5 separate regions of the Mus musculus genome follow, and regions 2, 3, 4 and 5 are each linked to region 1. A link is a contact called in public HiChIP or PLAC-seq and promoter capture Hi-C data. All regions are on one chromosome and are shown on one strand. Each heading gives the region's core, a stretch centred on a gene start, on an enhancer-like site or on the middle of the called end of the contact. The rest is flanking DNA. Distances are from core to core; before and after follow the strand shown. Region 1 holds the start of Rptoros (regulatory associated protein of MTOR, complex 1, opposite strand). Region 2 overlaps Card14 (caspase recruitment domain family, member 14). Region 3 holds the start of Rnf213 (ring finger protein 213). Region 4 holds the start of Nptx1 (neuronal pentraxin 1). Region 5 has its middle 25 kb from the start of Rptor.

What was found. Promoter capture Hi-C pulls out the DNA fragments that hold promoters and counts their contacts. HiChIP or PLAC-seq counts read pairs in DNA pulled down with a chosen protein or histone mark.
Region 2: a FOXA1 HiChIP or PLAC-seq map of pancreatic cancer cells shows a contact between it and region 1. The contact joins the enhancer-like site here to the promoter of Rptoros in region 1. A contact is called at or near these places in 9 of 39 promoter capture datasets (the 3T3-L1 cell line, the C10 cell line, cranial neural crest and 4 more), 1 of 484 Hi-C or Micro-C datasets (embryonic stem cells), 2 of 115 datasets of contacts at active chromatin or transcription factors (embryonic stem cells and pancreatic cancer cells) and 3 of 9 other capture datasets (adipose tissue, liver and pancreatic islet).
Region 3: a promoter capture Hi-C map of embryonic stem cells shows a contact between it and region 1, with 2.6 times the contacts expected there. The contact joins the promoter of Rnf213 here to the promoter of Rptoros in region 1. A contact is called at or near these places in 2 of 39 promoter capture datasets (embryonic stem cells and liver).
Region 4: an H3K4me3 HiChIP or PLAC-seq map of forebrain shows a contact between it and region 1, with 6 times the contacts expected there. The contact joins the promoter of Nptx1 here to the promoter of Rptoros in region 1. A contact is called at or near these places in 19 of 39 promoter capture datasets (the 3T3-L1 cell line, 3T3-L1-derived adipocytes, the C10 cell line and 13 more), 1 of 15 datasets of contacts at CTCF or cohesin (the NIH/3T3 cell line), 4 of 484 Hi-C or Micro-C datasets (the N1E-115 cell line, bone marrow-derived macrophages, cerebellum and 1 more), 13 of 115 datasets of contacts at active chromatin or transcription factors (astrocytes, craniofacial prominence, embryonic basal ganglia and 9 more) and 3 of 9 other capture datasets (adipose tissue, liver and pancreatic islet).
Region 5: a promoter capture Hi-C map of liver shows a contact between it and region 1, with 2.4 times the contacts expected there. The contact joins the enhancer-like site here to the promoter of Rptoros in region 1. A contact is called at or near these places in 20 of 39 promoter capture datasets (the 3T3-L1 cell line, 3T3-L1-derived adipocytes, the C10 cell line and 13 more), 3 of 484 Hi-C or Micro-C datasets (bone marrow-derived macrophages, embryonic stem cells and nephron progenitors), 1 of 115 datasets of contacts at active chromatin or transcription factors (embryonic stem cells) and 1 of 9 other capture datasets (liver).

What each region holds. Positions count from the first base shown.
Region 1 is chr11:119,831,705-119,837,958 of GRCm38.p6, reverse strand. It overlaps Rptoros (regulatory associated protein of MTOR, complex 1, opposite strand), which reads left to right and starts at 3,594. Exons shown (of 3, transcript NR_045313.1): 1 at 3,594-3,669. All of the region lies in intron 13 of Rptor (regulatory associated protein of MTOR, complex 1), which reads right to left.
Region 2 is chr11:119,336,621-119,342,874 of GRCm38.p6, reverse strand. Card14 (caspase recruitment domain family, member 14) reads right to left here. Exons shown (of 23, transcript NM_130886.4): 16 at 5,057-5,183; 17 at 4,403-4,640; 18 at 3,940-4,003; 19 at 3,189-3,300; 20 at 1,711-1,884. Among named protein-coding and RNA genes, the nearest start is that of Sgsh, 16 kb to the left of the region's middle. Within about 2 kb of position 4,019, at least 22 of the 459 cell types and tissues checked have an H3K27ac peak or open chromatin away from gene starts, as enhancers often do. A contact at or near this core is called in pancreatic cancer cells, where this site is marked.
Region 3 is chr11:119,386,651-119,392,904 of GRCm38.p6, reverse strand. It overlaps Rnf213 (ring finger protein 213), which reads right to left and starts at 2,806. Exons shown (of 68, transcript NM_001040005.3): 1 at 2,779-2,806. It overlaps Mir1932 (microRNA 1932), which reads right to left and starts at 2,433; the gene lies at 2,344-2,433.
Region 4 is chr11:119,545,564-119,551,817 of GRCm38.p6, reverse strand. Nptx1 (neuronal pentraxin 1) reads left to right here and starts at 3,998. Exons shown (of 5, transcript NM_008730.2): 1 at 3,998-4,672; 2 at 4,959-5,166. The coding sequence starts at 4,229. It overlaps Gm11762 (predicted gene 11762), which reads right to left and starts at 3,188. Exons shown (of 4, transcript NR_045099.1): 1 at 2,056-3,188.
Region 5 is chr11:119,574,407-119,580,660 of GRCm38.p6, reverse strand. No RefSeq gene overlaps it. Among named protein-coding and RNA genes, the nearest start is that of Rptor, 25 kb to the left of the region's middle. Within about 2 kb of position 3,865, at least 12 of the 459 cell types and tissues checked have an H3K27ac peak or open chromatin away from gene starts, as enhancers often do. A contact at or near this core is called in liver, where this site is marked.

The DNA of each region.
Region 1 (6,254 bases), core at 2,345-4,844:
CCTGGATCAGCTTCTCAGGGAACTGCTGCCTTCAGTTTGACTGCTTGCCTACTGAACTGTTGTTTATTTTGATTTCTAGGAGCTCTTTATGCATGAGGGAACACATTATATTATTTTTTTAGTTGTGATGTATTTTTGAATATTTCTCTATATAAAATTTATTTATATTCAAGTAAGTTTCTTTGCAAAGGCATCTAAATTTGGAATTGTAGGTTAAAAAGCTCAATAGCCCCCAGGTTAAAATAGAATCTATCTGGTTTCTCATCTATTTTTTTAAAAAAATCATTTATTTTTACTTGATGTGAATTAGTGTTTTGCCTGTATGTATGTATGTGTGAGGGTGTCGGATCCCCTGGAACTGCAGTTTTAGGCTGGTATGGACTGCCATGTGGGTGCTGGGAATTGAAACCAAATTCTCTGCAAGAGCAGCCAGTGCTCTTAACCACTCAGCCCTCTCTCTAGTCCCTCTTCTAAGGATCTTATGATTTTGCCTTTTATGTTTAAAGAAGCTATCTCTTTAACTTAAATTCTATTGTCCAAAGTGTACAATTAATCTCTATCATGCAGTTTTCTGTCTGTGTGATAAATTAAATACTTTATACACTGAATGTAAAAGACAGAATGGTGGGCTGGATAAGGTGACAGGAGGATCTGTGAGTTCAAGGCCAGCTTAGTTTAAATAGGGAGTTCCAGGACAGCCAGGGCTTTACAGAGAGAGACAAGACAAGACAAGACAAGACAAGACAAGACAAGACAAGACAAGACAAAAACTAAAATGTTTATTCTAAATGTTGTTTTGGGTCTCTGGCTGCCTGCCTGCCTGCCTGCTGCTTTTGAGCACATGGTGAGGTTCTAGATCAGGGTGGGGAAGGTGGAAGCAGTCACTCACCTCACGGCAGCAAGGAATCAGAGAAAACAGGGGGGTGACGTGGCTATTACACCTTCAAAGACCTAAGAGCCCCACCCACTCCACTCCACCCCTATAGTTGCAGACTACTTTCCTCCAGTCCAAGTCTTTCCCAGTCACTTGAGATCCAAACAGCAGCAGCCTCTAGCTTTTCTACCATCACAGCTGAAGAACTGCAAAGCTGAGGTGCTGCCACTAACATTCACAGACTGCACTGGGGGGCTGCTTCTGCAGTGCTCACCAGTCCACGAGTCTGTCTGAGGCCCGGTACATCACTGAAGATCCATGGTTAGTTGTGGTCTAGGAGGACAGGGTCTCTACCACTCTCCTTCCTAGCCAGGGCTCCCTGCCTCTTCTTTTTATTTCTCCATATCAAGCTGAGATTGTGTCTAGTTCCAGAAAAAAAAGCCTGTTGGTAATTTTACTAGGATTATATTAAAGTTATAAATTAACCGAGAGAACACTGACATGTTTATGACACAGAATCCTACTGCAAGAGAGCAGGGTGTGTTCTTATCTGCTGAAGGTGACTGTGTGTCTCTCAGGAATGGTTTAAGGTATTGTTTGTGGCGGCTTTCCCCATCTCACAGTAGATTATCCCTGGATTTATGACCTTACCGCACACAGGCTGCTCTTCCTGTCTAATCTTCTAGCTGCTGTCACTTCAGCTTCTGTATTAAGGCTTCTATCTCACTAAGTTCTTTTATTGGTATTAATAGAGCCTTTGGGTTTTTTAGACATAAACTTACCCTACCCACACACACAGAATTGGGGCTGGAAGTCACTTGTTTCCTAGAACTCAGTTCAACTCCTTGAATGACTTCTGTTATGTAGGCCTTACCCTGTCTCTGAGTGCCCCACAGAGCTGTGTCGGTGGCACTGAGATCACAATCCCATTTCTTCTAAGACAGAATCTTGCTATGCAGCCCTGGTTGGTCTGGAACTCACTAAGTACAGCAGGCTGGCCTCAAACTCAGAATTTGCCTTCTATCTTGAGTGCTGGGATTAAAGATAGGCCTAGGTTGTTGTTATTGTGTGCCACATATGATGTATGTATGAGCTCACATGCATGGCATGCCTGTGGAGGTCAGAGGTCAACTCAGTAGAGTTGGTTCTCTCACTGCACATTTACGTGGGTCTCAGGGATTAAACTCAAGCTGCAGGCTTGTCCAAGAAGCACCTTTGCCCACTGAGCCATCTCACCAGCCTTCAAAATTATTCCCAGCTGGTGTTCAGAGGTGACGACTGCATCCTTTTGAGAAGGACATTCAAAATGTCCTTCTCTTCCTTCACCGGTTTGACAGTCCAGCTTGCTGTCCCCAGTCCACATGCCACCTCTGGACCCCAGTGGCTTTGTTTGCTGCTACTCAGCCTCTTCCATGGAGAGGAGCACCCGAGTCTCCCAGGCTCTGCCTTACAGTCAGGCCGGTCAGAAAAGCTCTTCTTTCTGTATAGACTGACAGACGGGGATTGGCCATTTGTATTTCTTTCCCTCTTGGCTACACTCACAGGACAAACCCTCCATGTCACAAGTGGTTATGATCTCTGAGGTAGCATACATGACCACATAGTGACAGTGATGTATGCTGCTCATGATGTGTATCTGCACTGGGGAGAAATGTCGCCATGTAGATACACTTGTAGCCACTGCTGAAAACACCTTCACATGGTATTCTATCTTACCAGACAGTGAGACAGTACCCAGAACCCATTTACACAGTACATAGCTTTGCTGACTGGCTTACACAAAACAAAGGTTTCTGCAAACACATATCCCTAACATGTCCCTTCCCTTCACTGGTTTTCTGCAGACTATAACCTATACTTGAGTCATAAGAGACCCTCAAAGCATCAAATTATATGAATGAGGTGGCAGGGAGAGAGGAAGAGAAAACATTTATAAGTTTTTCCTGTGAGCATGTTCCTGACTCCTGCTCATCAGATGTGGCTCTCAGTGACCGGGAGGAAGACTCTGCCCAGTCAGAGCTAGGAGACCCCCCCCCCCCCATCTGAAAGACTGTTTCTAGGAACATGGCTTCCTCACAGAGAAGGGAGACTAGAAAAACTTAGAAGTATAAAACTAAATTCATCCCAAACACAGAGACTTAGAACAGCCTGATAGTTTGAATGGAAAATGTCCTTCAGAGGTTCATGCATTTGAACACGTGGTCCCTGGCTCATGGTGCTCTTAGGGGAGGTCATAAAGCTTCAGAAAGTAGAGCCTTGAAGCGGGAGAAGTATGTTGTTGGGGTGGGTTTTGATATTATAGCCTTGCCCATTTCTGGTTTGCTGTCAGTGATCTGTGTTTATGGCAGCTGTGATCTGAGCCTCTGCTCTGCCTCCTTTGCCTCCTCTGCCTCCCACTCCTCTGTTGTCTTACTCTGGAACTGTGAGCCAAAATAAACTTTGTCACTGCTGGTCCCAGTATGTAACCACGGCAACAGAAGAGTAACGAATACAACGTCTAAGTACATAATGAAAACAAAGCAACGGATACAAAGTCTAAGTACACAAAGAAAACAAACAACCCCCATACCCACATCTGGGTCCGGAACAGAACAGGTGAAGGAACAAAGCAGTGTTTGCAGTAATCGCTGGGGCTGGGAGTCATGACTTTGAAGGAAGAAGCACGCTAACACAAACGGCAAAGCACGTGTGAGAAGGGGGCTCATCTGTCTTCCACCCCAAGCCTCTCACTACCGCAACCCAAGTGCAGGTGTGCAGAGCCAAGGGGCCTCCTCATGCTGCCATGGACATCAGAGGTACAGAGGGTTGAGGGAGAAAGGGGGAGGGTTGATTTGGAGGAGCTGAAGCCCCTCCCAGGGAGAGTGGACAGAGAAACCCTGTGGTGCACCAGAATGGTGCAGCTGGTTAAGGTAAGGCACCAACCGGCACAGGAACACAGGTCTCACTGTGTCCACTGAGGTGCCTCAGACACAGGAAACTGGGGCGGGCTCCACTGTCACCTCAGATTTCTGTAAACCTAGAGCTATCCCCCAAAGCAAAGCTTAGCAGGCAGGAAGCACGGGTATCTAGATAGAGGCAGTCTGCATTCCTCCTAGAGCAGCCCCACGGTGGGCCAGCAGAACAGGGAGGATGCTCAACAATGCCTGACCCATAGAGAAGAGGCCGACATTGAACTCTCTTCCAACTGAGCTTTGTGTACGTGAAGAGGCAAAATGCGGAGCAAGAGAGGTTAGGCTGAGTACCTGATCAAATTTATTCAGAGAAGAATCTGTTTGCGGAGGAACCAGACACTGGGAAGCTGCAAAGGATACACAGGTTGTAGGGGCCGAAGAAAAAAATCCCACCTCCTTCCCTGTTGTCTTTGTCCATGGAAGCTCTTCCTGTGGTATGCCTGTTTGTATGCCTGACTTTGGATTATCCCATCAATACCAATTCAGAGTGTTTTCCCACATTCCTTGACATTGTGCCCTTGATGTTCCCCAGTGGTGCTATAAATAAAACTTTATTAACTGTAATTTGGAAGGTCTGCCTGAATTGCACATTAATTCTGTCTATGAAAAAAACCCTCAATTAGCTGGAACCCAGCTTACACCAGTCCTTAATTAACTGCCTCCCTCCCTTATTCTTGTTAATTAGCAGAGAGACAGATGATAACAACAACTTGGGAAACTTATTAAAACCAAGCAAGCATGTCCTTTCTCACACTTGGATCTTAGCTTCAAGTTTCTGGGGTTGTGTGTTTAATTTGGAGTGTCAGGAAACTAGAAAGAACCCACAAGATGGGGGAGTGAACAAGCCCTTAGTGGGGCAAAGGGATAAAGACCACATATTATATAATAGCACAGAATACTAACCTACTCTTACCTTGATCTAACATTGGCTTCTGGCCTCTGTATACATGTGCACCCTGCCCCGAAATATTGTTAACAAAAAGGACATTTTCTTCCATAACCACAAATCCATTCTCTGGGAATTCTCAGGGACAGTACTATGCTCAGATTCAACTACATGTCACAGCCTCTGGCTTTGGTCTAGGTTCAGTTCCAGGGCAGTGTTAGGTCACCTCGCAGCATCAGTCTTAATGAAGAATAGCAAGCCCACTTTCTGATTGAAAATCAAGGTGGAAACAGAACAGGTCACTGTCAATATCCACACCATTGTCTATAAGATGCCAAGACATGGCACAGACTTACAGCTCAGACCCCAAAACCCAGGCACATGCGTGTTGTGAGGCTACCACCATCGAGGGTGAATCTAGCTCCTGCATGTTCGTGTCCTTTGTAAATCCTGCCCCTTCCTTGCCTGCCCCAATAGTTGATCTGCCTGCCCTGACTACAGACAAGCTCACACCTTCTGCAGTTTTAAACACACAGAGTCACACAGTACACAGCTCCATTACTGGCATTTTTCAAGTGGCACTGTTTTTGTTTGTTTTTAAGCTGCTGATTAGCATGTATGGAAAAGCTGACATATTTGCCTCTTAGTGTCCATTTGGACTACTTCCAGCTTCAAACTATTAGAACAGAGCTTGGTGTGGTGACCTGCTCCTGTGACCCAGTCCCTGAGAGACTGAAGACTGTAACAGTCTCAATGCCAGCTCCCAGCTTCCAAGAGAGTCACTCTAGATGTCATGATACAAGTCTGTGTGACAAGTGAGAACTCAGAACAGAGCTGCTGGACGAGGGTATTTGGGTCAAGCCTGATAGCTGGAGTTGGAGCCCTGGCTTTAGGGTTAGGGGACATAATAGAGAATTGATGCTGCAGGCTGTCTTCTTACCTTAAAGAAATAGTTGAAATTTTGAAAGGGTTCTGTACTATGTGGACACATGACTTGAAACTATTTTTCTCACCTATGGCCTGTCTGTCCATGTTAATGTTGTCTGCAGAGAGAAGATATTTTCATCTTGATAAAGACCATTCATTAAGTTACTTTGTGGTTTTGCATAATATTGAGATTATATGACTTTTTCTTCTTTTGTTAATAGAACTTTTAATCGTTGTCTTAGTTTCCTTTCTGATGCTGTGACTAAACACTCTGACAAAGCAATGTATGGGAAAGGATTTGTTTGGCTTACAATCTCAGGGTGCAATCTATTATTGTGGGAGGTCAAGCAGGCACTGAAGCAGCCAATCACATCACCACCAGGAGCGGAGAGAGAATGCATGTGCACGCTCATTACTCAGCTCACAGCACACTCTTATACACACAGGCCCCAGGCCCGAGAAGGACACTGCAGGAGTGGTGCTGTTCCCAACGACTAATGTCCTCAAGACAATGCCTAGATCTTCCATAGCTGCTGAATGCGGGGGCCCCCACTGAGCCGCTCTCCCTTTTGATTCTAGAGCAGCGGTTCTCAGCCTTCCTGAAGCTGTGGCCCTT
Region 2 (6,254 bases), core at 2,770-5,269, 500 kb after region 1:
CCTCCCCTTACCATATGATAACCTCCCCTTATCACACCACTGAGCCATGGGCATGGCATGTGTGGACTCTGGGCAGTGTTTCTATTGTGTGTGTATATCAGCGGTCCTGTCAAAAATCCTACAGTGCTCGGGACAGCTACACAATAGAGAATGTTGGCCACAGGTGTCCTGGTGCTGAGGTTGATAACAATTCTGGAGCCTTCCTGAGCAGGCTCTCACGGCCCCAGCGTGGTTAGAAGGGCTCTGTCTTCCTCCTAGCCTCTGTCTGTCAAGGCACCCGAGCTGTACACCTCTCAGAGTCCCCTCCCCCACCATCACTGCAGCATTGATCTGCCCCCAAGTTCCAGTGAGTGCATCTCCAGCCCTGGCCAGGCTTTCCATCTTGCACTCTACTTTAGAAAGATGTTCAAGGATCAAGCGTCAGTGAGTCCTCCCTCCCTGTTAAAACCCAGGCTTCTATGAAAGGACATCTGGCCTCCACCCTCCTCGGCCAGCACAGCAGTGGCTGGATCCCAGTGTTCTGTGTGCCCTTTATCTTTGTATATGCCCACTAGCCAGCTGAACCACCTGGCCTCCTCTAGCTACCATCCATCTTCCTTCTGCCCTCTGTCAGCTGGCCCTTCATGTCTCAGTGTCTCCCTTCCTCTTTGGGTAAGGGCAGAGCCTGCAGTCTATATAGCTTTGTCTCCCTGGTTTGCCCGACTGAACCCAGGTAGCTGATTCTAGAGGAACTCATGGGCTCCCAGAACTCAGTGTCTTCCACTTTCCCATGAATGCTAGCCAAGGAAGGTGTTTGTTGGAGGAGCCTCTTGGATGGGGCCTGCTTCCCTCTCTTTTCTGAAAGTCAAGAGACTAGGATGAACTCTGTCAGCTCACAGTGTAGGTAACCTAGCCCTGTCAGTCTTTCCTGAGCCTATGGGCCTGCATATTAGAAAGCACTTTCTTTTTTTTTAAAGATTTATTTATTATATGTAAGTACCCTGTAGCTGTCTTCAGACACTCCAGAAGAAGGAGTCAGATCTCATTACAGATGGTTGTGAGCCACCATGTGGTTGCTGGGATTTGAACTCGGGACCTTCAGGAAGAGCAGTCAGGTGCTCTTACCCACTGAGCCATCTCACCAGCCCTAGAAAGCACTTTCATGAAGCCTCCATGTTGGATCTCTGAATTCAAGGCCAGCCTGGTCTACAGAGCCATACAGAGAAACTTTGGCTCAAATAAAAAAATAAAATGAAACTGCCTCGTGGCTGATAGAAAACTGACAGAACCCTCAAGCCATGCTGCCCTGCTAAGGCATCTGTTTTCAATGTGCCTGTGTTGGAGGGAGGGGTAATGTCCCATCTCTCTCATGCCCATAAGAACCCAAAATGGACTTTCTTTGGAAGTAGGGTCTTTATGTGAAACAATACTTGGTTATGATAGCCCCTAAGAAGGTCATGTATAGACAAAGACACACATACTGAACTGGTCTGAAATGACCAAAGCCAAGATGGGACTGGGGACTTCCCACACACCTAAAGTGTTGGATGAGCCAGGAAGGACCCACACCTGCAGCCCCCAGAGAGCAGGACTCTGGTGAGGCCCTGAGGTCAGACATCCTGGGAACCATGAGACAGTTGTCACCATTCAGTGTCCCATCTGTGGCCCTCAGTTATAGTATCTCTGAATTTATGGTCCCCTGCTCTGGTCGCTTGACTGAGGAGCACGTACCTGCTGAACATTGCTTAAAACCTTGGAGGAGACACAGCTTTTTACCCAGGATCCTTCCAACTAATCTAGGCACAAACAGCACAGGCCGGGGCCGGGCAGGCCTGTGGGGGTGCACCAGGGTGTACGGTGCCAGGGTGAAGCAGCTCTCTGACCAGAAGCACACGCTAGGACCACCTGCAGAGGACAGAGGTTGTGACCATCTCCCACCTGTGTCCCTGCCCCCTCTCTCCCAGGAGACACTGATTGTGGGGGGCATTCTCAATTTCAGTGCTGCTAACTGCATGCTGGCACAGCTGCTATGCTAACTGTGCATGCTGGCACAGCTGCTATGCTAACTGTGCATGCTGGCACAGCTGCTACAGAGCTCACAGCTCTTCAGAATGAACCTCTGAGGATAGGAGGAGCTTGGTTCCTCCTGAAGGGTGTGAGGGTCCTGCCCTTCACCCCAACTCTTCCCCCTCCTCATCCATGCCGTTCATCCCTGCCCCTCAGGCCACAGCGTCCTCAGCCTCCTCCCTCCTGGACCCTGGGTTATTTAGGTAGCTCCTGTTTTCAATATCAACCTTATTTTTGAAAAGGTTTATTTTTACTTTTACATGTTTTGGTGGTGTGTGTGTGTGTGTGTGTGTGTGTGCGCGCATACCATTGCTTGCAGAGGCTAGAAGACAGCATTGGATCCTGTAGGATGGAGTTACAAGTGGTTGTAAGCTGTCTAATTTGGGTGTTGTAACCAAACCCGGGCCCTCTCCAAGGGCAGTAAGTGTTCTTAACAGCAGAGCCATCTCCTAGGCCCCAGTACCCAGCTTAGATTAGGCATCCAAACTGTCTTAAAGAAAACGAATTATTTCCCTACTACCAGACTCACTTCTGATCAGCTTCACTCTGTAGTTGTTACCCGTGGGCTTACACCAGTCAGACCTCTAGCATGACCACGTGCATACACTGGTCACCTAGTGACCTTCCTTACAGAACACTGGGCGATTGGTAGGTTTTACTGTTCCTGCACACACTTGTGGGCTAGTAGCTTTTGTATAGTTTCACTGGGTCGGGCCTCAGAGTGGGGCACGGCCATTTAGAAGACATCAAATGTGATGCTCAGTTGCTGTTCAGAAGGTGGGTAGATATTTATTATGATCCGTAAAAAACAGCCTGGGGTGGGGGGATGTTGGAGAGATGGTTTTGCTGTTAAGAGCACTGGCTGCTCTTCAACAGACTTTAATTCCAATTACCCACATAGTGACTCACAACCACCTGTAACTCAATCACAATGGATCTGATGCCCTCTACTGGCCTCCGGGGACACTGCATGTCAATAGTACACATAAGTACGTTCATACATACATACATACATGCATGCAAAACATCTAAACAAACAGACAACAGCCCCCGGCCCGAGTGAGAGACACCACCTTGATGGTACTGCTCAGAAGTGACCCCCAATGCCCACATGGTCCCTATGCCAACCAGCCAGGCCTCACCTTCCTCCTTGCCAGAATCCCACTGGCTTTGGTCAAAGGATGAAGTCAGAGGACTGACAGCGGCTTTGTCCACACTGACAATTCGTACTAACTTCTGTGGTCCTCCAGGAGGCTGTCACGGGAGGAACAGGGGGACAGGAAAGAGAGCAGGCTCAGCCATCAGTACTGGGTTTGGGGCCTGACACCCCCTCCCTGCTTCAGCACCCTGCCACATAAGCAAATCCAGAACAGCCTCTGAACAATCAGGCTGTGCCATGAGCAACCGGGCTTCCCAGGCCCCACACCAGGGGTGAGAGGCAGGGGAGGGGCCTCAGGCAGCAGGGCTCTGCAGGAAGGGGTAGGGTGCAATAGGCAGAGAGAAGAGCAGGCCCTCTCCCGACTTAGCATTGCCATGCTCCGGGCAGGGATATCCTAGCACCTTGCTCAGGGACAGATGGGTGCTCAAAGTGAAAGGTGCTCTGTGTCCCAAGAGAACAAGGTGCCCGACCTCAGAGGAAACAAGAACAGGGGGTGGGTTGGTGACAGGAGACTGGGAAAGTGAGGAAGAGCAGGGGCCACTCTGAAACCAGGCCGGTGTGTTCACACGGCCCATTCCAAGGGCCTGCAGGCCCACAGGGCTTGGTGGGGAACACAGGGTCCAGATAGTGCCCTGCTCAGCTCAGTGGTCCACACCCCTCACACAGGATTCCACAGCACCCCGCTCCCTTCCAGCCCACCCCAGGGGCACCATACCCTTCTGCCAGAGCCTCACCTTGCGGGGGACTGTGCACCGTTGAGTCATGTCCTGGATGAGGGCCAGAAGCTGCTGCTGAGCCCTGAGCAAATGAAGGAAGAGAGGCTCTGACAGCCTGACTGAGCCTCCTCAAGGACAAGTGTGACACAGGCAGGGAGCAGGAGTGTTCCACCCTGGGCGCATAGACTCAGGCCTTGAAAATATCTCCTAGGCCTCAGGCCAGGCCAGGCCATGCTAATTTAATTGCCCTACACTGGTCCCAGTGGAGCTAATGCCAGGGCACATAACAGAGAGGCACCTACCACCAGCAGACCCATGCACTCAAGTAAACCTTTTCTTCACTCTTTATCTTGGGCAGGCACTCTGCTATAGTGCAGCGAAGATTCTGGAAGGTGGAGGGACCTCAACACTCAACTGAGACAGGCAGATGTTGTCCTTGGGACATCTGCGGGGTTGTGCAGTGCCAGCAGCAGCTACTCACTGTGAATAGTTGGGGATGGTGCCAGGCTCCATGTCTTTCATGGTGTAGGGGTTCACATGGTGGGCATGCCAGCAGCTGCGGCCTTGGAACATGGTGTCAGTGACATGCAGGATGTCATTGCAGTGAGTTTGCAGTTCTCCGTCCCCTCCCCTCTGCATGGCCAGGTTGACACGGATGTAGAAGGAATCCCCAGACGTTACCACTTTGGCATCTAGGTCCTGGATGAGGTTCTTATAACCTGATAAAAGAAGATGTAAGTGGCTGGGCAGTGGTGGCACACGCCTTTAATCCCAGCACTTGGGAGGCAGAGGCAAGCAGATTTCTGAGTTCGAGGCCTGCCTGTTCTACAGAGTGAGTTCCAGGATAGCCAGGGCTACACAGAGAAACCCTGTCTCGGAAAATCCCCCCAAAAGAAGAAGATGTCAGTGGTTGATGATCCCTGACCTCTGAGCTTACACAAGGAAGGTTCTAGAATGTAGAGATGGGAGAGGGAAAAGTTATGGAAGGCACCCAGTGGGATGGAGGGAAGTTTCCAGTTCATTAGAGTCTGGGGAATTTAGGGAGACCCTGGCTGAACTGCCTTGGCTCCTGGTAGGTACAGCAGGGTCACAGGAGGGGACTGAGAGCTGAGCAGGTGTGGGGTGGTGTCTGTACCTTCAGTGTTGATCTTCACAGACAAGTAGCAGGAGCCATTCACCCTCCTGAGAAGGCCCACAGCCTGCTCCAGCGTTGTATTCTCCAGAGTGGCCCTTAATGATGGCTTGGTAGGTTTATAGTCCACCTGAGGGCAAAGTGTGAAGGTGGGCTTCTCACCAACATGGGATGGCAGCTGAGGTGGGGTGGGGGTGGGAGCCTTCAGAGGACCTCTCGGCTTTCGGCAGCCACCCACATATCTTCTCTCATGGCCTATCCAAATCCCTTGTCACAAGCTGTGTGTAGTGAAGTGAGAATTCTGGAATTCTGGTTTCTTTAAAAACACAGAAATATTACAAGAACGTGTTTTCGTTTTAATCCCAGGTATGGGGATGTGGGGCTGCTTCGGACTGTCCGCAGCAGCTGACTTAAGATTTGCCTCGTGTTCTAGGAGAAGCATGGGGTTGCCAGCTGCAGATAGTTTCTGCACTTGTGTGATGTTTGGAATTCTGGAAACTTTTTAGAGAGTTTATAAAGGCTAAAGCCCTGATATGTGGGTGGGAGAGCGGTTGGTGGCCATTGGGGAGGGTTGGTTGTTAGTAGTTGTGCTCAAAGAAGAAACAAAAGGAAAGAAATTAAATTCAGGGATCGTGATCTCTCTCTCTCTCTCTCTCTCTCTCTCTCTCTCTCTCTCTCTCTCTCTCTCTCTCTCTCCCTCCCTCCCTCCCTCCCTCCCTCCCTCTCTCTCCCTCTCTCCTTGTTTTTCTCCTATCTAGTGTTAAGGTGTGAAGCCAGGGGAATAAAGGGTGGGGAAAAGAAGAGCCCACAAAGTAGCAAAGACCAGCTACAACATAGGGATAGTGTTGTTACAGCATCAAGATGCACATATGTGCATTCTACACATTCCTGGCCTAAAGAGAAGAACCTACAAAGTAGCAAAGACCAGCTACAATGTAGGAACAGTGTTGTTACAGCATCAAGATGCCAACATGTACATTGTACACATTCTGGCCTGAAGAGTTGCCCATCAACCCACCCCTGAACTTTCACTGCTGAGGACAGCCTCTCTGTCATAACCACTTTCCTCTGTTAAAAATGGGCTTCAGGAGGTTCCAGAACATTCTGGATCATTCTAGATCAGGGTTCTGTATGTTTGGGACATAGTTGTTCAAGGCTGTGTCAAGGTTGTTGAGTGGTGTCACTGGTCCTCCCTCTAGGT
Region 3 (6,254 bases), core at 1,557-4,056, 440 kb after region 1:
CAGCTACTCCCCCAAGCAGGAAGTTACAACTCCCTGCTGCCCCTCCCCCTCCAGCCTCAGCCCCTGCCCACCACCGAAGCCCAGGGAAGCTCAAAAGTAGAGGGAGGCTGCTGGGCACACCTTTAATCCCAGCAGCAGACAGATCTGAGTTTGAGAACTCAGAGTGAGTTCCAGGACAGCCAGAGGCTACACAGAGAATCCCTGTCTCTGAAAACCAAAATAATAATAATAATAATAATAATAATAATAATAATAATAATAATAGAAAAAAGAAAGGCTATTAAAGGGAAGGATCCCCCGCGGAGCCCCAGCCAGCTGGGGACCCTGATGTGACAAGCGGGAAAAGCCACCTGCCTGCATGCCAGTTACTGCTGACTTGCCCTGGGGCTGTGTGTTTCACACTGTCTCTCCCCCCCCCCCCCAGGCACCCGAAGGTGAGGGTTGGGGGAGTCACAGGAGTCCAATTTTGAAAGCATTGGGTCACCTAGCTCAAGTGGCCTGGCTAGGGCTGCTAGCAAAGGAAATACTCCGTTGCTGAGGGTCTCCCACCCTTCTCAGGGTCTAGTGAGTGACACCAAACCAGGGTCAAGGTCATAGGTAGTCCAGGCCAAGGACAGGATTGAGAACCCTGGATCCAGGCTACTTGAAGCACACCAGTCACCCTCGCCTCATTCAGCAGGGGCAGAGGCCACGCCCCTGGGCTGGACTCCACTTCTGCTTCCTGTGCTTGCGGCTGGCCCCGCCCCTCCTCCCCACCTGTGTCTGGCGGCCACCTTTGGCTTGGTCACAGTTACATGGTGAGCACTTTGGGACTAGGCTATGGAGGTAAACTTTGTGGACGTTTCCTGGCCCCACTTGCCACAGCCAATCCGCAATCCTTACTATGCCTCCCCTCAAAGACCCCTAGATCCGTCCCTCTGGTCATGGCACCTCCCTCTCACGCACACCTTTAATAACTCCACCACTTAGGTCCTGCCTTCCCCTCTGCACTTCCAGACTCTCTGGCTGGGCTATAAGCTACATAGACGTGGGAGAGGAGGGCTACCAAAAACCCGGCAGAGAATCCCATGCTGGTAACCCCAGCACTTGAAAGGTGAAGGCAGAAGATAAGGAATTCAAGGCCAGGCAGGGCTCCAAAGAACTTCTTAAAACCAAAACAAGCAAGCAGGGGGCGGGAAACACAAGAGTAACTATGTATCCTTTGTGGGCAACCCACAAACTGCGGGAAACACAAGAGTAACTATGTATCCTTTGTGGGCAACCCACAAACTAAGAATGGTTAAGAATGGGAGTTGGGACTGGAGGCTTTCTAGCAAACAGGAGCTACAGGAAAGGGCAGAGGCTGAGAACTGGGGTCACAGGCTTCATGAAGGTTGGGAGCTAGACAAGGTGGTGGCATTGAACAAGTGCTTTCTCAGGTAAAAGTGTGGTCTGCCTCAGCCCTCTGTCCTCTCTTGAGAGATGTAAATTTCTTTTAAGAAAGCTCTGCTTTTCGTGGGTAGTGGTGGTGCATGCCTTTAATCTGGGGAGGCCGAGCAGGACAGATCTGTGAGTTCGAGGCCAGCCTGGTCTACAGAGTGAGTTCCACGTCAGGCAGGGGCTATAAAGAAACCGGGTCTTGAAGGCCAAAAAAACAAACAAACAAACAACAATAACAAAAACAAAATGGGGGGGCGGAGGAGGAGAAAGAAAGTTCTGCTTCTCAAACCATGAGTCTCACAGAACAAACTGAAACACACCACGGGGTGGCAGGTTATCTCCTACTACAATTTTCGGTTGGTGTGCCCAAAGCCAACACCACCTAAGTCAGTTCTCTAGTGCTGCTCAGGAAACTGAGAAGCCTGGACTAGAGGCAGCCTTGCACAAGTAAGCGGCCAGCGGCACCGCCTCTCCTTTCCACCAGCTAGAGGACCCTTCCCGTGCCTCCCCCCCTGGAAACTGCGAAGCCCGGACTAGAGGCAGCCTTGCACAAGTGAGCGGCCAGCGGCACCGCCTCTCCTTTCCACCAGCTAGAGGACCCTTCCCGTGCCTCCCCTCCACCCCCCGCCCGGGCTAGACTAAGAAAAAAGCAGATGGGTTTGGGCTAGCCCATTGCGAGCGAGCGCACCTCTCGCTGCAGCTTCGGGGACAGGGGAGGCTCCCGGCTTTGACCTAGGTAAGATCAGCGCCCTGGGCACAGACGCCTGGCACGAAAAAGTTCTGGCTTCAGTTGGTGAGGGCAGACATCTGGCTCGCAAAAGTTCTGCTGCAGTTGGTGAGAGCAGATTCCGGGGCGGAGCCTGGGACCGCTTTACGCGAGGACACGGGGTTGTGTAGGTTGGGGGTCCCCGACCTTCCTGGGTGTTGCTGGGGAGCAGGGCCGACCTAGCGCTGTCCGCAACCCGAGAGTTAATGGGGTCGGAGACTCAGGGCCAGGCTGGACCGGCTGCCTGCAGTGAAACCGAAACTTGGAACATGAAGGAAGTGGCCGCTGGGCGCCGGCGCATCAGGACGCAGGCACCATTCAGGGACTGTGACCACAGGGGCCATGAGCCGCCGGCCCACTCTTCCCTAGCAGGACCGGCACCCAATGAAACAGCATCCAGAGCTCCGCATGTCGCCCCGTGGACCCTTGGCCCGAAACACCCGCGCCCTGCCCAACGGGACCTTGCACCCCGGTCCCTGCGCGTCCCTGAGACCCACATCCCGCACCCTAGGCCTCGCGTCACTGCCCCTGGACTTGCATCCCGCTCCTAGCCCAGCACCAGATCCTGGAACCCCGAAGCCCCTCGCTCGCACCTGCAGTGCCCATGCGCCCGCGCGGACTGGCGCGCTTCGATGAGGGGTCACGGGGCCGGCGCCGCCCCTCCGCCTCCTTGGCGCACAGCCTTGCTGGAATTCCCCGCCTGGTGGCGCCGGCCTAGCTCGCTTGTCCAGAGCGACTACAGCCGCTGCGTGCCCACGGCCTTCGAAATCTCACTGGCTCTTGCACCAGGGTTGCACATTCTCCCCCAACCAGGACGGACCGCCCTGAATGGGTGACCATTGATAGGTTCAAACCTCTAGCCCCAGACATCCAGCACCTTGGACAGTATCCAGGATTTAGCCAAGCTGAAGCCACCCACAGAAGGACCTGGAGGACAGCAAGAGTGTTCACCTACAGGTTGCGTGCATGCAAAGTAGAGTGATGGCAAAGAAGTGATGGCAACCCATCACATCGAAGTCCACCAAAAGCCGCTAGCAGTAGTCATTGCTAGTGGACGGCCACACTGTGTGCTTGCACTTTCTCATCTGTGAGTCTCAGTCATGTCCTTTGCCCCCAAAGCTTTTTAACTAAGTATTAGCAAGTGTGGGGAGACCAAGCACTCAAATATCTTGAGCCTATGGGAGCCATTCTTGTTTAAAGTACCACAGTATCTGAGGATGGCCCTGGACTTCTGATCCTCCTACCTGTGTCTTTTTGTTTGGTTGGTTGGTTGGTTTGGGTTTGATTTGGTTTGGTTTTTTGAGACAGGGTTTCTCTGGCTGTCCTGGAACTCACTTTGTAGACCAGGCTGGCCTCGAACTCAGAAATCTGCCTACCTCTGCCTCCCGAGTGCTGGGATTAAGGGTGTGCGCCACCACGCCCGACTTCCTGCCTGTGTTTTAAGGGCTGGGGCTACATGTGCATACCACCATGGCTGGTCTTATGTTGGAATGGAACCCAGGGCTTCTGGATGCTCAGCAAGCACTGTACCAACTGATCTCGGTTCCCAAACCTCCATGCAGCTCTCTCAAAGTCTTCCTCCTATGCACCTCGGGGCCAGACCCTCATCTTCCCAGATTTTTAAAGTTTTTTTTTTAATTGCACTTATTTATGTTGTTGTATTAGAGCCACAGCATGCAAGTGGAGCTCCAAAGACAGTCTTCTGGAACCGCCTGTGGCTTAGTTTGTTCCTTATGGTCATTCTTTACACTTAATGGGTTCCCTCCCTCCTCTGGGGGTGGTGGGGTTGAGTGAGAATGGCTTCCATGGGCTGATATGTCCAAATACTTGGTCCCCTGTTGATTGAACTGTTTGGGAAGAAGTAGGAGGTGTGGCCTTTTCCACAGGAGGTTTGTCACTGGGGGCAGCTTTGAGGTTTTAAAAGCCCATTCCACGCCCAGTATACTCTCTGCTTTCAGATCCAGATGTGAGCTCTCAGCCACAGGCTCTGTGCCCTGCCTCTATCATAATAAACTTAAGCCCTCTGAACCTATATGCCCAATCAAACCATCTCTTTAATAAGTTGCCTTAGTCATGGTGTTCCATCATAGCAACAGAAAAGTAGCTAAGAGATTCTCAGCCACTCATCAGCACCTGGAGAAAGGAGTCATGGAGGGCATGCCATGAACTATCCTCCTGAGGCTGGGAGACGAACCTGTTAGCTTGCTGGAAAAGCCACCCATGGGTGTCTTATGTAATACAGAGCAGAGCTCCTTCAGAAACACCCTGTTACCATCTGTGTGTGTGGTGGTGTGGTGGGGGGGGGGGGGGCTCAGTAAGGTGCTGTTGCAGGGTGTGGCTGTCCAGAGGAGCATCTGCTCTGCCTGAATGAACTCTCAGATGGGCACTCTGTTAGGGATTTCAGAGGTCACATCCTATTCCCAAACCATAGGTTTATGATGCAAATCCTTGAGAACTAGAGGTCTGCACTCTGTGTGTTCACAGTTGAAAGCTGTTGATCTTGTTCAAGGCAGAGGCTTACTGAGCCCTGGTCCAGCAGTCCAGCTAGCGTGCCCGCTCTGGGCGTCAGCACTCTGCTCTTCACCCTCGGCTTTGGCTCTCTAGCAACCATGGCATCTCCTTCTCTCAACCTCTGCTCCTACCATGCCCTTGTCTCAGCCTCTCTCTCTAGTCTTCCAGCTTCTTCCTGTCATTTTGCCTCCTCAAACTTTGAGAGTCCTTCTGTGGTGCTGTCTGCCTTGGTCCCTCTCTGGAACTGTGTGGCTGCCCCAGCACTGCAGCTCAGAACTGCAAATACAGGGGCCCTTTGCCTGTAGTGACACTCTGGCAGCCTTCATGCTGTACCTACCAGAGCCAGAAGCCCCAGGATTTTGCCTCCTCCTCCTATAACCTGTTGTGCAATCAGCGTTAGTAACAGCAAAGACCATGGTAGGGTGAGCTGCCTTGAAGAAGCCTGTTAGAGCCACGCTACCACACTGGGGTCAGCACAGTGGAGAGAGCCTCCTAACTAACCCAGGAACTAGGAAGGTGTCGGAGACCATATCGTGAGAAAGTAAGCAGTTTCCCACCTAATAAGCCAAATGGCCTTGTGTTAGGAGCCGGTCACCTCCTCCTCCCTATCCCTTCCTGGCACCTAAGACCCTAAAAGTTTGAATTATAGTCCCCCCTTCCTTATCTCTTCCTGACTCCCAAGACTTCTAAGGATCTGAGTTATGTGCTGAGTTCAGCTTGACACCCCGGGATGTTAAGGAGGAATCTACATTCCTGAGATAAGACTCCCAGGGCCTCTCGCCTGCAGTCAGAATTCAGCCTTCATGTCCCCAGATGCCTACTTCTTTGTTCTTTGTTAATTCCCCCTCAGCCCCTCCCTATTTTCTCTCACTGTGTGTTTATAATCAGGCTCCTAGCCTTCATTAAACAGACCTTGACAGGAATCCTCCTTGGTTTCTCTCCCCCCCCCCCCACCGCCCATTTCTCTTGCAGGTTTGCGGTTCCCCTCGTACCCACGAATAACTGGGTCCTGCTGGTCAGGACAGGAAGGGTTGTGGAATACCAATGAGGGACTGACAGGTCCTCCTGAAGTCCGGTCCTGGTTCCTCCCGGCCCCATGCTCCCAGAAAGAAGGCTCAGGCTCAAAATATATTTACAAATACCTTGGCCATACATATATAGCTAGGCTCTTCTCTAACTAGATAGCCATAACTTAAACTATATAGAAATGATTTGTGCAGGGGCTGGTGAGATGGCTCAGCGACTAAGGTCACTGACTGCTCTTCCAAAGATCCTGACTTCAAATCCCAGCAACCACATGGTGGCTCACAACCATCCATGATGAGATCTGACACCCTCTTCTGGAGTGTTTGAAGACAGCTACAGTGTACTTACATATAATAAATAAATAAATCTTTAAACAAAGAATAAAATTTTGTGCTGGTGAAATGGCTCGGCGGTTTAAGAGCACTGACTGCTCTTCCGAAGGTCCTGAGTTCAAATCCCAACAACCACATGGTGGCTCACAACCATCCGTAATGAGATCTGAGTCCCTCTTCTACCCTTTCAAGCCCCAACA
Region 4 (6,254 bases), core at 2,749-5,248, 290 kb after region 1:
ACTTCTTGCCACAGACACGCCCATGAAGAGGACAGAGGGCTAGACCTTTTCCAGCACTCCCAGGGAGCAGGTTCCCTACATGCCACATGCCAGTGGGTGAGACTCTGTCAGGAGAGTGACTCTGAGGCACAGGTGGGCTGAGGCTGTGACTCAGAGGCCTGTGAGGCTGGCTGCTGTCAGAGCCTCCCCACCCCTCAGTCCCAAGGGGAAGGAAAAATTTCACAGGTCCTGACTGTGTCTTCAAGGCTCAGCTTCCTATAAGAAGCCGGGCTGCTGTTTGTGGATACTGTTTCTCTAACCTTGTGTGAGGGGTACAGTCACACAGAGAGTGTTAGTGGTGCCAGCACCGGCCTGGAGGAGAAACAGAATACATGCAGTGCCCCAGCAACCGGAGTGCTGAAGAGACTTAGCCCCAAAAGCACAGGAATGGGGAGGGGGGTAAGGAAAACACCAGCACTCTCTCCTCCTATGCAGGGTAGTCCCTACTCAAACAGCATCTATGGCAGACACAGCGTGTCCCCTGAAAGGGTTTGTTGGCACGTGGCCAAGTTGCCCTGTGTCCCAATGGCTAATGAGACTCTGTACTTCTCTCCTTGGGAAGGGACTGAAAGGCTTCCCTCTACCCACTCCCAGGTTCCCCTTGCAGGGCTGGCTTTACTAAAGCACAAAGTGCTTCATGCTAGAGGGTCTCAGAAGCAAGGGTGTGGGGAGGCTGGTGCCCCTGTCAGAGGAAAGGCTGTGGGGAGGCTGGCGCCCGTCTGGCACTGTTTCAGACCCACCTGTCACCTACACATGTCAGCCTCCAGGAAGCTCTGTGCATATGGGGCTGGTCCTGATGGTAATGCCAGATGCCTGCCCTGCTCATAACCATGGCTCTGCTGCAGGGTGGGGCTTGGGTGTACCCGTGTGAGCTCCCACTCTCCAGTGGGTAAAGGCCCTGATGGGCATTGCTGTCCTCAGAGTACTGTGTGACTTCCCTGTGTAGTCTTCCTGAGAACACCCACCCTTTCCACTCTGGCACCAAATATCAGCTTGCAAACAGAATTTACCTCGTACTCACAGGCCTACACCGTGCGAGGACTGCTCCCTCCCCCAGTGTTATGCTGAACCCGGGCCAGCTGACTGTTCAGTCTTCAGCAAGTCTGGTTAACAAAGCCATCATCCAGGCTTAAATTATATAAAATTATAATGAAATAATTATAATAAAAACTAAGTATTCTAAACGCATCATTTCCTCAGTATTTTAGACATCTCTGTTCTGCAGGTATCAATGGGATTTGCATGGGTGTGGTGAAAATGCACTACAGCTCTGTGTGAGACCAAGGCTTCCCAGGCTTAGGTGCTGTGCTGTGTCCACAGACTGAGTATTTACCCCACTCTTCCGCTCAACTTCAGGCTCTGCGATGTGGTGCCCATGTCAGGCACAGAGACATGCCTGCAGTCATATAAGTAGCCAGTGGAGCACCCACCTACCAACTTCCTGGGTTTCCCCTCTGATGGCTTTTCTTTGCCCCAGACCCTCTGGGCTACCAGTCAAAACAATGAGAAGCAGAGCCAACTTTATAATGACCAGGGTAGACTCTCCCTACCTAGGATCCTGAGAACCCTCTGGAATGGATTTAAAGAGGGTAGAGGCCTCTTCCAGTGTGTTTGCTCACATGGGCTGGGCAGTTTAGCAATGGTGGTCGAATGGACTGTATCCTTGACTGTCTTCCCTGCTCCCTGCTCCCTGCTCCCTGCTCCCTGCTCCCTGCTCCCTGCTCCCTGCTCCCTGCTCCCTGCTCCCTGCTCCCTGCTCCCTGCTCCCTGCACCCTGCTCCCTGCTCCAGGCTACACAGATCCCAAAGGTCTTGCCACCTCTGGACCTGAGCGCAGGACCCTTTCTTCCCTTTGAGCCCCGCCCCCTCCCATCATCCTCCGTCAAAAGGTGAGGCACCATCAGCGCCCACATGTGACAGTACCAAAGTCACCTAGGTCTTCTGGATGATAAAAATCGGACCCTTGGGCCGCTCCTGGGGCTCAAGATACACTAAGCGCCCAGCTCCCTCTACACACCTGCGGGGGAAGGGACAGGCTGGTCTCCTGCGCCCACGCACTCTGAGCGGGGATAGCCTCGCCGCAGGGCCAGGCCAGGAACTGCTTCGCGTTAGACGCGTGGGGGGAGGCGCCGCCGGGGCCGAAGCGCTAGGTCTGCGCGGGGTCCCCGCATCCGTCCGCGCTAGGTTGGGAGTTGGGGGCAGACGTCGCCCAGCAGCGCAGCGCCCCGGGTTGGGGGGTAATTCCTAGTTCTGCCGGTGTACGTCCCACGCAGAACGGCGGGAGGCTAGTTCTGAGACCCCAGCGGAACCTAGGGGGCACCCAGATGCGAGACGCTGCGTTCCTGCGTTCTGTACCTGACGGTGGACCCGCCGGAGCGGGAGCCCCGCACTCCCTCTCTGCACCACAGCCGCGTCCTGACTGCGGGGTCCCTCTGGCGCCCGGAAGCGGCGGCCCAGCGACGCTCCTGTCGTGTAGGGGCCACGGCAGCTCGCAGCACGGACTCGGGATGGTTAAATGCCGAGAAGAGAAACACAGGCAGTGGGGCGCCCCTGGGGCTCGGGGCTGGGAGGAGGCGTCGGAGAAGACCTGGATAGTGGCTTCCCTGCCAATCTGGCTTCTACCTTCACCACCGGTGATGCCCACCGGAGAGTGGCATCCTCTGTCCGAAGGCTGCCAGTGGGTCCCGGACTGGCGCCTCACAGTCCGGACCTAGTCTGGTCCATCGCAGACCCGTAAAAGGAGTGAGGCAACCGAATGCTTGACTGGAAGGTCTATGGGGCGAACCCAGCCAGCCTGTAGTTGGGCTTTTCCAGTCATTTAAAACCCGATGTGGGTTCTCCCCGCCTTCGTTTTCTTTTCAACATAATTGGATCTTGGGCGAGTTCCCAGGTCCGATTCTGACTCCGACGTGGGGCTGCAGCCCAGACCCTTGTCCAGAGTCCCCAGAGGCATTGAAACCTGGACTGGAATCCCAGCCGGCAGTGCTGCTATCCAGAAAAAAAGGAGGTATGGGTGTGCAGGTGGCTGGGTAAGGTGTCTGTAGGAAAAGGGTAAAGAGGTGCGAACCCCTGTAGATGCGAAGTCGCTGCCCACCTCTGAAACCCCTCCTCCAAAGTCCAGGGGCGCGAGGAATGGGCTAGACGGGGTTTCAAGTGGACCGGTAAACCCAACGCTCACATACACCTACAAAGGGACACACAGACACGCCCAGAGCGGTAAGGGAAGAAGCTCCCCCAGGGGCCCCTTTTGAGTGGCCAGCCAGCTTCTGGGGCGCCACCTGCCTGGAACTAGGCTGGCTTGGATGGCAGGAAGGGTTTGATCCACAGATCCGAGAAGGCCTTAGCCCTGACGAGTGCATAGTGCGGGCTCTCGTTTCCGGGGGCGGGGGACATTATTAGGTCTACAATCCTCAGGAGTTGGAAGAAGGGGAATACAGTAGGGCGGGGAGCCAGGGCGTGGGGGATCCCCAGACTCAGAGTGCTCCGTGGCTTTCAGCCACAAATGTCCATGAATCATTGTTCGGCCTCGCGACCCCTTTTCTGGACCTCAGCGAGCTGAACGCAGGGGACACCGACGTTGACTATTTAGGAAGAAGAGGGCTGCGAGCGCATGGAGCCCGAACCACACGGGCGCTTAGTGTGGAGCAAGCGAACCGAGCTTGTCTTGTGGCCATTCTTCTTTTCCGAGCCCCGTTGGAGATTAGGGGTATTGGGCAGGTGCCCCACCATCTAATCCAGGCCCACGGCCGATCTCCTTCTTGGCCCTGTATTCTGGTAGTCTTCGGGGAAGCGGCGCGGGCCCAGGCGGGGGCGTGCGTGCGGAGGCGGTGGGAGGGGGCGGTGGCGGATCCGGGAGGGACGAGATGGGGAGGGCCGAGGTAGCTCCAGCCGCGCTCCCGTGCGACCCCCGCGGCGCCGCGGGGCCGGTCCGCACACAATTAAAGCGGGATTCCTCCCCCGCTGACGTCGGCGGCGCCGAGGCCCCTCCCGCGGCTGCATAAAAGGCGCGGGCTCCGCAGCGCAGGCGGCAGTGGGGGCCGAGGAGCGCGGCCGAGAAGACTGTGCGGCGTAGAAGCGCGGTGCTAGAGCGCGGGCCGCCTGCGGAGCGACTGCCCCAGCCAGCCCGATCCCGGTCTCAGCCCGATCCCCACCGGAGCCGAGCGGCCCCGGTGCTCCAAGTGTCCGGAGCCATGCTGGCCGGCCGCGCCGCACGCACCTGTGCGCTGCTCGCCCTCTGCCTCCTGGGCAGTGGGGCCCAAGATTTCGGGCCGACCCGCTTCATCTGCACTTCGGTGCCGGTGGATGCAGACATGTGTGCCGCGTCCGTGGCTGCGGGCGGCGCGGAGGAGCTTCGGAGCAACGTGCTGCAGCTCCGCGAGACCGTGCTGCAGCAGAAGGAGACCATCCTCAGCCAGAAGGAGACCATCAGGGAGCTGACCACCAAGCTTGGCCGCTGCGAGAGCCAGAGCACCCTGGACTCGGGTCCCGGCGAGGCCAGGTCGGGAGGCGGCCGCAAGCAGCCTGGCTCGGGCAAGAACACGATGGGCGACCTGTCCCGGACGCCGGCCGCGGAGACGCTCAGCCAACTCGGGCAAACTTTGCAATCTCTCAAAACCCGACTGGAGAACCTCGAGGTCCGCGTGAGCTGCGGTTTCCCCTCCGTGTTATGCGCCCTTCTGCCCTCGCCCACCCCATCCCGACCCGGTCCGGCACCCCCGTCCCCCCTTCCTTGCCTCTTCGGCGCGCTGATGCCTGACCGGCGCCTCTCGAACCCTGCGGGGCACCGAGGGCTGCCACTCGCTGGAGCTTCCCTCCAGGCCACCCCCGCAATCGCCCCAGGGACCGCGTCGCGGGCCTTCGCGCACGGTCCGGGCTGCACGCCTAACGGTGTGGTTTTCCCCTGCCCTTATGCCCCCGCAGCAGTACAGCCGCCTCAATTCTTCCAGCCAAACCAACAGCCTCAAGGATCTGCTGCAGAGCAAGATCGATGACCTGGAGCGGCAGGTGCTGTCTCGGGTGAACACTCTGGAGGAGGGGAAAGGGGGCCCCAAGAACGACACAGAGGAAAGGGCCAAGATCGAGAGCGCCTTGACCTCCCTACACCAACGGATCAGCGAGCTGGAGAAAGGTAAGGGCTCAGGGGAACGTGCTGCATGCTCTCCAGAGACAGCCTGCCTGGGTCCTGCTCCCTGCCCTGGCCTCTTGTCCCGGCCCCACTCTGTAATCCCTCCCCAGTTAGGGCTTCCTGCCCAGTTCCTAGGCTGGAGATACCTCTCCAGGGACGCAGCAGAGCTTAAGAAGGGATTGTACAGTACAGTCAGGACACTCGCAGGATTTTTTTTAAGTCTGATTTGTTTAATCTCCAGCAACTTTGCACAGTAGCTGTTTGTGGCCCAAGCCTTCCTTAGTAATGAAAGCCTTGCTTTCAGCTGGAATCTGTCACCAACAAAGATCTGGACACTAGCCTTCTGGGGCCATTGGGTATCTTTTCTGCCAATTGCCCAGTAGCCCTGGTGTCCTTTCAGGGTTTAGGGGTCCCTCTCTCTACCTTGAGCCCTCTCAATCGGTTTTTTTTTTTCCAGTGACCCATCTTGCATGCAGCTGCATTTGCCCTGGTCATGAACTCAGGCTGGTCCTTAGCACCTGCCTGGGTGTGCTGATGAGCTGTGCCCTGAAGTCAAAGAAATCAAACAAGGTTGTAAGAGGAGGAGGGGGCAGCCCCACTCAGAGCAGGGCCACGTGACCCTGCTCGGACTGCAAAATGTGCAGGATGGATTTAAACAGTGCCATCTTAAGGCGTGTTATGTAACTGAAAAACATCAAGGGAAAGAGGAACCTTAGAAGGGAGGGGTGGGAGATTCAGGACAGGAAAACACTCCAGAGAGATACTGGAACTGACCCCCCACCTCCCCAGACGACCGAGCCTGAATTAGCAGAGGTCTGCGCTAAGGGTCAGCTCTGCTCCGTTGCTCAGTTGCCTCGAGGGTGGTGTTGTTTCTGTCCTGTCCTGTCCTGTCCTGTTGCTTTCTAGAAGTCACTCTGAATTCGGGGACTAGGTTCCTGTCCGAATTCCTGGGATAGGGGTACAGCCATGAGCTGGCAAGGCAGGTGCATTCCTTGGCTCTAAAAGAGTAATGATGCACTGCTCAATGGGACCTGTTTCCCTGAGAATCAGTCACAGTGGGGGTGGGGGGGCAGGACCAGCCACAGGAAGTG
Region 5 (6,254 bases), core at 2,616-5,115, 260 kb after region 1:
GAAACCATTGGATCTTCTGAATTTATTATTACTCAATAAATTCTGATATTTTTGGGAAGACGCACATGTGTTTGTTTAGGGCACTTCCACTGCCCACTCAAAATAATTGACACAAATCCTTTGGCTATCTATGTAGAAGCATGCCAACTGTTTATAAAGGAACATGTTCCTTTAGCAATTGAGAAATGCTTCTAGTAGAGCTCGTTGTTTCTGGGGCCACTGAACAGGTGTCCTCATGGACAGCACTTCTGAGCTCTACAGTCAAGATTGAGACCCTCAGAGGCTCCCGCAAAAGCTCTCCTCCTTTGGATGGAACCTGAATGTCATGGAGTGCCTCTCACGGTAGACATTGTACCAACCATAGGACTTGCTGAGCTCAGGACTACGATGGCCACCAGAGCCTCCTCCTCAGTAAAAACAAATTATGGCCACATAGAGCCCACAGAAGTGATTTCAGTGAAGTCATCAAACCACAGCACAGGAAGTTCACAGTCACTCAAAACACTGGTTGGGAAGAGAGGAGTTTGAGGACAATCTGTATTAGTGTCCGTTGGGACCCATGTCTGCGCCTTTAGAGCCAATCCCATAGCCTGAATCAGACCATGTCTCCTCTCAGTTCTCTCTGAAACAGAGAATTAGGAAGCAGTCTGTCACATGTACTATGCTGACATAAATCACAGGGTACATACCCTTCTCATTACCCTAAAAGGCTATGGAATCCCCTGGGCATGGTGCCACACTCCTGCCTCTAATCCCAGCACCAGGGAGGCAGAAGCAGATGGATCTCTGAGATCCAGGCCAGCCTGGTTCATGGAACAAGTTCAGGACAGCCAGGGCTGCCCTTAAGATTTGCCTGCCCCTCACAAGCTTCTAAAGGGAAGCCATCCTTTCCTTTAAAGCCCCGTCATGTTCAGATTCTCCGTATGCTGTACGGTTCCTGTCTTATGTTCTCCCTCCCATCTTGAGGCCCTGATGTTAAGCGGCTCCATTCCTGAAGGGAGCTTGATCCTCAGCTACCCTTGCAGACTGCCCACTGCAAGGTCTATAAACAAGAAGTTACCAGTAACAGATAAACTTACAAAGATGCCCAGAGGGGTGTGTGTGTGTGTGTGTGTGTGTGTGCGCGCGCGCGCGCGCGTGCGCGTGCTGAGTCTTGAAGAGGTTTGAGGAACCAGTTTTTCCTTTGATGATAAATCACAGATGAGCAAGGAGTCTTCAGGACTAGAAGGGACAGAGATGGAAGGGTATGGAGGCCTCCAGGGTACATGATGGCACATTTGTATACAAAGCCACATGCAGCGACTAAGATGGGAGAGATCGGAGGTTAAGGCCAGGTGACTTGACAACACCAGGAAAGACACAAGGATCCCTTGCCCTCTCTTCTGTTTTCTTGTGATGTCCCCTCTACTCTCTGGAGGGAGGAACTTAAACCAGGGTCATGTGAAGTGGAAACTTGAGGATTGGATGGTGTTTTGCTGGGGCAAACATATGAAGGAACATTTCATTAGAATGAACACACATGTGAAAGGCTAAGGCAGACTAGTGAAGGAACGTTTCGCTGAAGCAGACACAGGAGAGAGGATGTTCTGCTAAAGCTAGCACATGAAAGGACACGTGATGAGGGATTCTTTGCTAACAACAAGAGTATATTGGTCTGCCTTACACTGTATAGATGAGTTGCATTTGTCAGGACTCCATAGAAAGAAATGCACCAAAAAACTTCTGGTAATGCACTGCAGTTTCTTTTTCTTTTTTTTTTTTTTTCTTTTGGTTTTTCGAGACAGGGTTTCTCTGTATAGCCCTGGCTGTCCTGGAGCTCACTTTGTAGACCAGGCTGGCCTCAAACTCAGAAATCCGCCTGCCTCTGCCTCCCAAGTGCTGGGATTAAAGGCGTGCGCCATCATGCCTGGCGCACTGCAGTTTCTTGTCACTTCCTCGAACTCAGGGTGATTAGATATGTGTGCTGAGGCAAGATGTGTGGAGGACCTGTGATATTTGGAGAGGTTAAATAGGACTCCATAGAGTGACAGGAGTGACGGAGACAGAACTTGGCTTGCTGGTGTAGCCAGCTGTGCAACATTTGAGGGTCTTGAGTCTTCACTGATCTTCGCTTCCCTGAGAGAGGCACAGCTGAGAACTTCTCCTGGTGTTCCTGTTGGTCCCTCCTGCTGACTCAAGCTGAGGCTGAGGCTTGGCTGTCTCTGCTAGTTTGTATCACTGATATTGCTAACCTGACTCTACCAAACTAGACTGCTAGTGTATCCATGAAGTGTTTGTGAGTGAATGGAACTGCCGCTGCCTGCTGTCCTGTGAACTAATCTGCCGATTTCCAGACTACACAGATGGGAGTTGCTCCAAAGAACCTTTCTAAACAACTCTCATAAGGACAACATAACTCTTATAACTTCCTCCATATCCTTTCTTTTCCACTACCTCTGGTGGGTGATGGGATAAAAGGGAGGTTAAAACATTTAAGAACCATCATTAAAAATAGGACTTGAAAAAAGGATTAAAGTTACAGTCATGGGTCTCTGTTCCCCTATCCTCCTCAGTCTGGTCCAGCAATATGACTGATGCCTGCAGACACCGGTGAATGCCTGCTTCTCTTGGCTGTGCCTAGAACACAGAACCGACTCTGGACCTAGCTCTAGAGCAACATAGCTGGACTTCTGGTCTGGTTCTGTACAGCCCTTTTACCTCTGGGCATAGCAAGATGCCACCTTGGACTTTGACTCATAGCCATGACACCAAAGCAGAATAATGTCACAGTAGCCAAGTCTGTGATGACAGTAATGAACCCCTGACCTGGGATCTGGTAGTTCTCTGATCAGCTGAAGACACCTCCTCTTTCCCCTCATCCAGGGAACAATGACAGTCTGAGCTATCTCTTTTAGCTAATTTTTGGAGATGCTGGGCTATACTGCAAGCAGAGAGTTAATTTAAAAGGAGGCCTCATGATGGGGGGGATGCAGGCATTTGGGGGTCACCCATGCTCCAGTAAGTAACCCCTTACCTGTTCTCTGTAAGCAAACCCAAAAGTTCACTGGTCTCACTTAAGTCAGACTTCAGTGAAATCGTGCTCTGGCTTGTCACTGCTGCCCATCTAGGGTGATAGGATTTCCCCGCTGTGTCTCCCAGGAATGTTAATGCAGCACCTGGGAAGGGATGGGGAGGGATTGCCAGAGACACACAAGCTCACTGTCAGAGCACAGCTGCCCCACATGCCAGCAGATGCCCCTGCAGGGCTCGCTGGGGGGCAGGAACGGGAGACACAGTGGCAGTTTGTTATACATGACAGCTCTCTGAAAAGGGCACAGCATTTACTTTAGCAAGTTTGAGATAGGACTCGAGAGCTGCCTGCTGAGGGTAAATACCAAGGGTTAAAAGGCAGGTCCTGCGTCATCACCCTTTAAAAAGGACAGGAGAGGGGCCAGCAGGGACTTGGCGGCATTCAGAATTAAGATCTGAGTATCTCAGCCCTACACCTCAGGGATGTGAAGGTCCAACTCTATTTTAGCATCATAAAGTTCCCGGGAGCTGGATCCAAATAATCTCCAATCATTATGGAATTTCAGATTTCTGGGCCCGTTTCCAAGCCTGCTATTAAGGCTGTTCATCAGAAGCAGCCACAGCCAGTGCCAGAGACTGACCCTCGGTGGAGTCAGAACTGAAGTCCTGAGGCCTCCTGGGGTTCAGGACCCCCCTTGTCCTCTGCAGGGTTCTTCCTCTCAGCTCCTGGTGCTGAACCTCTCTCCAGGCCCCCTGGATGTGTTTTTTAAAGATGAGATTTGCATTTATACCTCAGTGCTTGCTGAGAAGAGCAGCTCACGCGGGCAGGGCTGATCCCAGCAGATAAAGGCCTAGAATAAGTGAGTGTGGTGGCACACACCTTTGAACCCAGCACTCCTGCCTGAGGCAATGGGGGGGGGGGGAGGGGGTAAAGGTGGGCAGATCTTTGTAAACTCCAGCCAGCCTAGTCTTCACAGGGTTTCAGGCCAGCCAGGGTTACAAAGCAAGATCCTGTTTCAAAACTAACTAACTAACTAAATAAATAAATAAATAAATAGCCCTCACTTATGACTTAACATTATGAGACAAAGAAACTGCTGCCGGGCGTGGTGGCGCACGCCTTTAATCCCAGCACTCCGGAGGCAGAGGCAGGCGGATTTCTGAGTTCGAGGCCAGCCTGGTCTACAGAGTGAGTTCCAGGACAGCCAGGGCTATACAGAGAAACCCTGTCTGGAAAAACCAAAAAAGGAAAGAGAGAGAGAGAGAGAGAGAGAGAGACAGAGAGAGAGAGAGAGAGAGAGAGAGAGAGAGAGAGAGAGAGAGAGAGAGAGAGAAACTGTTGAGTTTGTTTCATGTTGGCCATCTACAGCTGGGCTTGGGGCCGACCTTTAAGAGTGATTTGTTTCATGGCTGGAGAGATGGCTCATCGGTTAAGAGCATTGACTGCTCTTCCAAAGGTCATGAGTTCAAATCCCAGCAACCACATGGTGGCTTACAACCATCTGTAACGAGATCTGATGCCCCTCTGGTGTGTCTGAAGACAGCTACAGTGTGTTTATAATAAATAAACAAACAAATAAATAAAGTTTTAGGAATGATTTGTTTCCCCAGTGAGACTTTCTTGGAGAAAACTACATTTGTTATTTGCAAATGGCTATTGTCTTAGGGTTTTACTGCTGTGACAGACACCATGACCAAGGCAAGTCTTATAAAGGACATTTAACTGGGGCTGGCTTACAGGTTCAGAGATTCAGTCCATTATCATCAAGGCGGGAGCATGGCAGCATCCAGGCAAGCATGGTACAGGAGGAGCTGAGAGTTCTACATCTTCATCTAAAGGCTGCTAGCAGAAAACTGGCTTCCAGGCAGCTAGGATGAGAATCTTAAAGCCCACACCCACAGTGACACGCCCACTCCAATAAGGCCACACCTGCTAATAGTGCCAATCCCTAGCCAAAGCCTATACAAACCATCACAGCTATCAATGGGAGATTAGGGTTGGGGGTTGTGGGGGAGGCATGTGGCCACCTCTCCTTCCAGCTCTAGGTCCCCATCCGGTGCAGACGTGTGCAGACCCTGTGCGTACTGCCTCAGTCTCTGTGAGTGTGCAGGCTCTGCTGTGTCTAGGCCTTGATTCCTAGATGTCCTTCTCTTCATCCTCTCTGGCTCTTGCAGTCTTTCTACTTCCTCTTCCTCAGCCCTGAGGGGAGGGATTTGATGGAGACATCCTTTTTTAGGGCTGAGGTTCCCAGTTCTCTCACTCTGCATGCTGTCTAGCTGTGGGTCTCTGTATTTTTTTGTCCCATCTGCTGCAGGATGAAGCTTCTCACGATGGCTGAGCAAAGCACTGACCAATGAATAGAGCAGAAAGTCATTAGGAGTCATTTTATTGCCAAGTTCCTTTAGCAAAACATCAGTATTTGGTTTTCCCCTAGTTTCCTGTCCTATATAGTCTTAAGCTCTTAGCCACCAAAGCAGCCCTGATTAGGGGTTTCATTTATGGAATAGGCTTTAACTCAAACCTGATATTGGCTGATTATTCCCACAACCTTTGTGCCACTTCTGCAGCAGTGTATATTGTAGGCAGGTCACTTGTAGATAAAAGGGTTGAAAGGGTTTGTAGCTGGGTTAGAGTTACCTTTGTCCTTTGGTGGCATGCAAAGTACCTTCCAGCACCATGACCATTAGTCCACAGGGTGAAGGCTCTAGCTAGGCACCAGCTTTACCTCCTCATGTTCACTGAGCTGTGTAGAGCTGCCTTCAGCCACAGGGCCTAACTGTCAACTTGTGCAAAGCCACCAACAGCTTTGGCAATAGCCAAAAACAAAGTCTCTTTATGTGGCCCTAGCTGTCCTGGAGCTTTGTATATATACCAGGTTAACCTTGAACTCACAAAGAGCTGCCTGCTTCTACCTTTCAAGGGCTAAGATTCAAGGCTTGCATCCCTATGCCTGGCTACTGATAATTAAATAAATAAAAACAAGCCAGGAGTGGTGGAGCATGCTTTTGATCCCAGCACTCGGAAAGCAGAGGCAGGAGGATCTCTGTGAGTTCAAGGCCAACCTGGTGTAGAAAGTGAGTTCCAGGACAGCCAGGACTGTTACACAGAGAAACTCTGTCTTGAAAAACAAATCGATTAATTAATCAATCAATTAACTAACTAATTAATTAATTAAAATAAAGAGGCAAGACCAGCCAGGCATGGTGGCACACACCTTTAATCCCAGCACTTGGGAGGCAGAGGC